Linked DNA regions of Gossypium hirsutum: region 1 is linked to region 2. The links are chromatin contacts, called in public Hi-C maps. All regions are on one chromosome and are shown on one strand. The core of a region is the stretch at or near the end of the contact, and the rest is flanking DNA. Distances in the headings are between cores, read along the strand shown. Region 1 holds the start of LOC107933726 (GTP-binding protein YPTM2). Region 2 holds the start of LOC107940977 (vesicle-associated protein 2-1).

What was found. Hi-C and Micro-C count contacts between places; a contact is called where the count stands out from the background.
Region 1: a Hi-C map of leaf shows a contact between it and region 2, with 2.4 times the contacts expected there. The contact joins the promoter of LOC107933726 here to the promoter of LOC107940977 in region 2. A contact is called at or near these places in 4 of 34 Hi-C or Micro-C datasets (callus, leaf and petal).

Annotation. Positions count from the first base shown.
Region 1 is chrA03:1,440,729-1,444,558 of Gossypium_hirsutum_v2.1, reverse strand. LOC107933726 (GTP-binding protein YPTM2) reads right to left here and starts at 2,321. Exons shown (of 8, transcript XM_016866004.2): 1 at 2,173-2,321; 2 at 829-901; 3 at 469-516; 4 at 335-382. The coding sequence starts at 2,186.
Region 2 is chrA03:1,285,533-1,289,368 of Gossypium_hirsutum_v2.1, reverse strand. It overlaps LOC107940977 (vesicle-associated protein 2-1), which reads left to right and starts at 2,537. Exons shown (of 7, transcript XM_016874455.2): 1 at 2,537-2,991. The coding sequence starts at 2,928. LOC107940974 (50S ribosomal protein L19-1, chloroplastic) reads left to right here. Exons shown (of 5, transcript XM_016874451.2): 5 at 90-404. The coding sequence ends at 198.

The DNA.
Region 1 (3,830 bases), core at 1,072-3,571, 160 kb before region 2:
CAATATTTACTTGAAGAAAAAGTTAGACAAAAGAAAGTTCAAGTCCTAACCTTAGAACAATTGTCTAGTTCAAAGTTCAATATGCGAATAATTTTCAAGTTCAAGCATTATTTTTGACAAAAAAAATCGACTGAAAACTATTGCCAAGTTCAAACCTAAAAAAAAAATTAACCCAAGTTTAAAATATGAACTATTTCGATCCACAAGCCTATTCCACTCAATTAACAGGTCTAACTAGAACTAAAAGAATGAACCCACTATCCAAATAAGTAAACTTAGAGATTCAAACCCCAATTGAAATATGAAAACATAGGTAGCGAATTTAAAGACATACAATTTGGAGTTTGATGGTTTTTCCATCTTGTTCCACGGTACGGATTTTCTGCAGATTGGAATAAGATTTCGAAATTAATTTATCATTTAAATGCTTAAAAATAAGTTTGCACATATACTTGAGACGATACTTACGAAGTCAACACCGATGGTACTGATGTAACTTTCCAGATATGAATCATCCTGCTCAGGTGTAAAGTCAGAAAATATTTTTAGGGGTCGAAGTTATTTTGATGATAGTAAAAATATAATTTCATCATTTAATAGTTTATATATTTATAATTTTTAAAGGATTAAATTAAATTTTATCATTTTTAAGGAGGTCAAAGTGCAATTTTATCTTTACTAATTTAAAATTTTAAAATGACCTAAATAGAAAATTTTTTATTTTAGAAGCGACAACCTCCTAAGCTACGCTCTTCCCCAAAAAGGAATCAAAAAAAAATCAAACCTGTACTAAATCACTAAGCTAAGATTAAAAAAAAAGACACTTACAGAAAACCTCAAAAGTAAACATGATTTCCCAACACCAGAATCTCCGATAAGCAAAAGCTTAAATAGATAATCACTGCCATTTAAACAAACAAACAAACAATATTCAAGATAGTAATAGAAGGAAAAAAATCAAAATTTTAATATATCGCTAAAAAAATCTCTCCAATCTCTCTTAATTTCGATATTGAGGGTCCTTTCAAAAAAATTAAAGCAATTTAATTCCTATCAACATCAATTGTACTTAATTGTGATTGATGTAATAACAAATTCAACTCTCAAAATTTACATATTCTATCAATTTGGTTCTGATTTAACAATTTTATCCCTCAACATTGCAACATTTGTGTAAATGTTGAGGCTGAATTTGTTAAACTTTTTAGAATTAAGACCAAATGACAAAATATATAAACACTAAAGGCTAAATTTGTTATTATGTCAATCAAAACTATGTAAATTAATAGAAGACATTAACGCCAGGATTAATGGTTATTAGTTGCTCACTTTTGAAATTGATAGAATTAAATTGCTTTAATTTTTTTATTGAAAATGACCAATTACTCAATTTTAAACTTGAGAAGAACTAGAGAAATTTTTTTACTGGAGTTTATTTGTAGAACAACGAATTGACGAAGTTCACAATTTATTTATTTAGAATTAAACATAGAAACTATATATAAGTTCCAAAAAATATTTCACTTCTAATAAATCACATTTTGTTTTTACTAAATTGAATTGGATCGTTCTTCATTTTATAGAACTAGCGAATTAAGTTCTATAGAATTACCCTAACAATTTCATTATAGATTTTGAGCATATCTGTTTTTTTTTACATAAAATATCTAGAACTACCCATAGCCCTTCCCAACCCATAAATAAGAGGATAATACATTTTAGCACACTCGAACCTACTTTCTTTTACATTAACAATAATGCCCATACTAATTGAACTAAGACTTAATCGGTACAAGTTTTCATTTCTTGTACCGGACTGTATTAACATTGAATTATAATTTTTTTTGGCAGCAACGATTTCCGTCCTTGAAGCCTAGATTTCTTGGAAATATGTTAAAATTACTACCTCGCTTGAGAATTCACAAACATTATTATTTCTAAGCTAAATTTAGTGCTAAAAATAAAATTTTACATAAACAGATCGGAAACAAAAATGCAATCGTATCTGATTCACATAGCCAATCGACAATCAAATTTTCTTAGGCAAAAATTTTGAAAAAAGGTAAATTCTACAGAAAAAATAGTTAAAAATGACTGATTTAACGTAAATCCAAGATAATTAACGATTTCTTTCTAAGATTTGAAAAAAATAAAATAAAAATCGGAGCTTACTATTTGGGAGTCATGTTGGCGACGAGTTAGAATATACTGAGTCACGAGTTAGAATTTCCGATCGTCGCCGGAGCAAGAGAAAATTGAAACCAAAAAAAAAGAAGAAAGAAAGATCAATGGGGGAATATTTGTTGTTTATAAATAAAGAAATAAAATCAGATTTTTTTTAAATTTTAAATTTTAATTAATGATTTATTAATTTGAGAATGTTGTTGGAATCGGATTAATCAGATTGAGAATCCACTAGTATATTGATTCGGGTAAAATAATGAATAATGTTTGGAGTGAATTGCTCGAAACTGATAAAAAATAAAAAAATTAGGAAAAAAAATCAGTGATTCAAGTTATAAATTTTTTAAAATTTTAACTATTTTGTTAATTTGTATGAAATTTTTTATTGTTTATTTCATTATTGTTTTATTCGCTGTTAAACTTAGAATTAGTAGTATAATTAGTTCATCTTCCAATCCAATTTTTGAAATATTGTTTGAGGAATTGTTATTGGAATTATACCGCACCTCTCGGTTGGATTGATTGGATGAAAAATTGATCGATTTATTGGTCCAAACAAATGAATTGAACCATATTTAAGTGAACTACTCAAAATTAAAATTCGATGATTGAATCGATTTATAATTTTATAATTGTTTATTTAATATTTTTTAAGGAAATTAGAGAGAGTGTGATGTAGCAACGAGACCAACAAAAGGTTACCACGTGTATTATACTTATGTTATATTAATGGGTTAATTTTATCAAACATCCTCAAACTATTGCATAGATTTTAAATTGGTTTATAAACTTAAAATGCTCTAACTAAATCTTTAAAATATCAATATTGTACCAATTATGTCCTTTTGTCAATCTAACCATCAATTTTGGCATTAAATGTTAGTTTGGATCTAACGTGGAATATATTTCAAATATTTGGAGCAAATTATAAATACACATACATGTATCTTAGATCTAATATGTTAGATACAAATTGTTTATATTATAGATACATGTGTTTATAATTTGGTTTAATTATTTTAAATGTGCTCAAGTTCATATTTGAGCCAGCATTTAACACCCAAACTAATGGCTAGACTGAAGAAACGATCTAATTGATACTGTACTAGAAATTCAAGGGTTCAATTAGAATGTTTTGAAATTTTGGATCAATTTATAATCTGAGTCATAGTTTAAGGATTTACACTGAATTTAACCCATATTTTTCTCCGAAATTAAGATATAAATTATTTTTGTTCATATCTTTTTCGAATCTCCCAACTCTCTGTTTGTCTGAAAAAGAAAAGAATCCAAAAGATGCTTCGATCCTCATGCAGTAACCGAGTCTCGAGCGAGTTCTTCTTGGACTCACCTGATTCCCAATCACTGAGTTCGAATCAACATGGTTCAGAGACGGTTCTCTTGGACAAACAACTACTTCCGGTATATAACCCACTTTCACGCGCCGCCGAGAAAGAAAGGTCCCACCTTAGATCTGCTGAGAACGCCGTCCACATCATCCCTTTCGTTCTCGTTTTTTGCGGTTTCATCCTTTGGGTATTCTCCAGCATAGGTTTCAAACACCATCCCTTCTTTTTCATATATTATCTGCTTTTTCTTCGATTGATTGTGAGAAGTTAGTTCAATGTGCTATTTATGATTGTCTA
Region 2 (3,836 bases), core at 1,288-3,787:
CTTGGTTGATTGACCTTTTATGTTTTAGAACATGTGGAATCTTTGTTTTCGAACTATGTTCTATCGATTTTGTTAATTTGTTATCGTAGTTATTCGCCGAACATAAAGGAAATTAAAGTAGTCAAACACCGGAAAGTCCGGAGGGCGAGGCTGTATTATCTAAGAGATAAGCTTCCAAGGTTGTCGACTTTCAAATGAAAGACACTGCGGATGCCATCATCACTCGGGTTCTTCTTCCCCAAATATTCCAAGGCCAGTTTCTTAGGTGCATACATGTTGTAAGAGCTTTAATTTCTATGATCCACCCCCCCTTTTTTTCCCCTTTTGTTGTAAAATTTGTTGTTTTGATTTGGGGAAAAAACAACTAAATTCAAATATTCAATGCTTTGCTTAATTCATTTCAATCTGCTACTTTGACAATTCAATTTTTTAGCCTTCAAATATTGCTATTGATCCCATGGCAAAACTTCATGTGGGTTAAAATAAAAATTTTATGCAGTTCCTACGTCTATTGATTTCAGAATCAGATCAGATGGACAGGGCAGATTGGTTGGAGCAAGAATCAATTAGGGTATCGATCCAAAATAAAGTTGGATCAAATTGGTTGAATCCACGGTTGGACCAGTTAAATAAAGTTTTTTTTTTACTTTTAATAATTTAATCAATTATTATTTAAAAAATAATTTAATCAATTAAATTGGACAAAAACAGTTAGACCATTGATTGGTTTTGAAAGCCTTACCTATCTCCACAAAACGAGGATCCAATTTACATGATTTAAATCGATCCAATCTTCAATTATTTGTTATTTTAATAGACCGATTTTTATAAATGAGTCAACACACGTTCACTTAATCAACTAAATCATATCTTTTTGATCAACACTAAATATAATAAGTTATAGATCCCGAACAATTACAGGTACAATTGTAACTATTACCATAACACCTCCAACAAAACAAAATTAAATATAAGGAGGTAGCCATAATATGACCTTTCCTTTGAAGCTTTCCCATTTCTTGTTCTTTAAGTACCTTAGGCTGGCCAAAGTTAAAAAATAATCCATCTGAGGAACTTGAACCAAGTACAAAGAAACAAGGTCTTCTTAAAGACATGTTTCTGTCCCTTAAAAGTTTATGTCCATTTTATGTGAAAGTTCAAAAACATAATTTTTAAATTCGAATTCTATGAATAGAAAATACAGTATTAAAAAAATTTTGTTTTCGTTTAAAAATTCAATTTGATTTAACTTCAAATTTAATCGAATTTTATTGTAATTATCGGATATAAGATAGTGATTAATTAAAAAAACTTTAAAAGGTTTTTTTTTTCTTAAGCTAAGATGGGGGATCTTTCAATTGTTAAAGCTTAAAAAGATCCCCTAAAGATTTCTTCAACAAGAAAGTGGAAAAATGCTGCTTTAAGCCCCCATATGATTGTTAGCACAAGCAACCAATGGTGGCAATTGAATTCTTAAAAGCTAATATTCAATTATTATTGTTATTATTATATTAAAATCCCAAGCTTTAGCCTTCTAATATGTTTGGTAAAATTATTATGGACACCCTTTATTAAGAATTAGATTATATTTTACTTCCTTCATTTAAAAAATGAGTAATCTAACTAGATGAAAGAATAAACTAGTCCTTTCTATTAAGAATTACATCCATTTCTATTGTTTAAAACAAGCATAACTAGTAGAATAATCAAACAATTATACATGGGGTACCACGTGTACCTCGTGCTAACGTATAGGGACCAGTTTTTAACAGTGAAAATGATAGAAGAATTAGTTTAATTTTTTATCTAAATTATTAGGTGGGTGGTAGGAGTGTTATAATGATGTTACGCCATGTCCCCATTTTTATCATGCCTCATGGAGTCATAATTGAGGGATAATTAATTTTTTTAATACAAAATAAGTTTTATTTTACTTTATTTTATTTAAAAAAAAAGTCATTTGTACTTTTGCTATTTCATGAATTCATGTTGATATTACCAATCTATCATAGTTTTCATCGATTGTAATGAGCTAATGATTTGTTTATATTAAAACAATATATTAATGAACAATTATGTTTAAAAAAATTGTTTTATTTTTAATTTTAAAAAATGATAAATGTCAATTTATGATTTTCATCCTTGTTAGTCCAAATAATTAACACCATCTATTATTTTAGTTAAATATTGACATGGATATTTTAGAAAAAAATCCATTCCAATAGGGGTGAATCTAGAATTTTGGATTAGAAAGGGTGGAATAAAATAAAAAGAATATTGGGAAAAAGTTAATTATAATTTTTTTGAAGGACTAAAATGAAAATTAACCTTTTGAATAATAAGGATGGCAGAGCCCACGGCTGCCCCCGTTGGATTTTCCTATGCCTTCCAATAGTGTTTTCTTTTTTCTACATTAAAGTGGAAGGTAAGAGGTTTCTTTTTAATTAGTGCCACGTCAATGGGTCCCACTCACAGGCTGTTACACAAGAACCAGGCTCCACACCACATTAAATAAACACGTGTCGACATTTTATTTACTCATATCATCCCCCGGGCAACAACAGACGGTGCACAGTCTCTCCAAACTACCTTCCACCATTTTCATTTTTATTCTCTTCATTAACTCTTGTTCGGAGAAACCTCCGACTTTGGCGGCGATTCAGGCCGACCCAGTTTCCGTTTCCTCCACTTGGTGGTTCCTCATTCGTCCTACTTTGGGTGATTGATATTAACCAAATTGGCAAATTATTTCTCTCTCAAATTTTTTTTTTAAAAGTAGAAACTGTGTTGAAGAGTTGGTTTTTTAAAGGGTTTTCAGGGTTCTGTTTGTTGAATTTTTTTTGTTTTGGGTTTTTGTTTGTGGGTTGTTTTGATTGAAAATTTTCCTAAAAGGGTAAAAGATCTAGTGTTGGTGGTGGGATCCAGTCATGACTGCTGGTGGTGATGTTAATCAGTTGATCTCTATTCAACCCAATGATCTCAAGTTCATTAGTAAGTCCCACTTTATCTATGTTTAAACTTGCATACATGCGTACATGATGTATGTATCTATGTGTCTATGTAAACATGCATGGGAAAGTTCAAAGTTCCATGATTCAGTTCTATTGTTATATGATGAACTAGGGGAAGGGAAAAAAATATAGGTGTAAAGGATTGGTTGTGGTGTTGAATTTCAGGTTCTGATTGGAGGAAGCAATGGAAATGTATGTATGCATGTATGTATGTATGTATGTATGTATGTATGTATGTGAAAGTTCATGATTCAATGCTATGGTTATGTGATGAATTAGGGGAAGGAAAAAAAATATGGGTGCAAAAGATTGGTTTGTGTTGAATTTCAGGTTTTGATTGGGAAGGAAACAATGGAGATGTATGTATGTATATATGTATGTATGTATGTATGGTTCATTGATTAAATGCTATGATTATGTGATGAACTCCGGGAGGGAAAAAGGTAAAAGTACCATAAGGCTATTTTACTAGGAGTTGAATTGCATTTTGCTTCTTAAACAATGGGCAAATTAATCTATGAATATTAAATCAAAAAATAAACTCGTCGTTCTGTTAAAAAATTCATCAATTTTACTCTTAAAAGTTAGTGTCACACCAAGTGTCACTATCTAGTTATTTTGTTAGCCACATCAGTTTTTAACAATACAAATGGATGAAATTTTAACAGAAAGAACCAAATTACTCCCTAATTTAACATATAGGATCTAATTGCCCATTTGTTAAGTAGAATAGGTAAAATGTAATTTGATTCTTAGTACGGGTCCATGATGGTTTTATGAGAAAAAATGGTTTCAAAGGTTGAATTTGACTTTGTTTATTGCTTT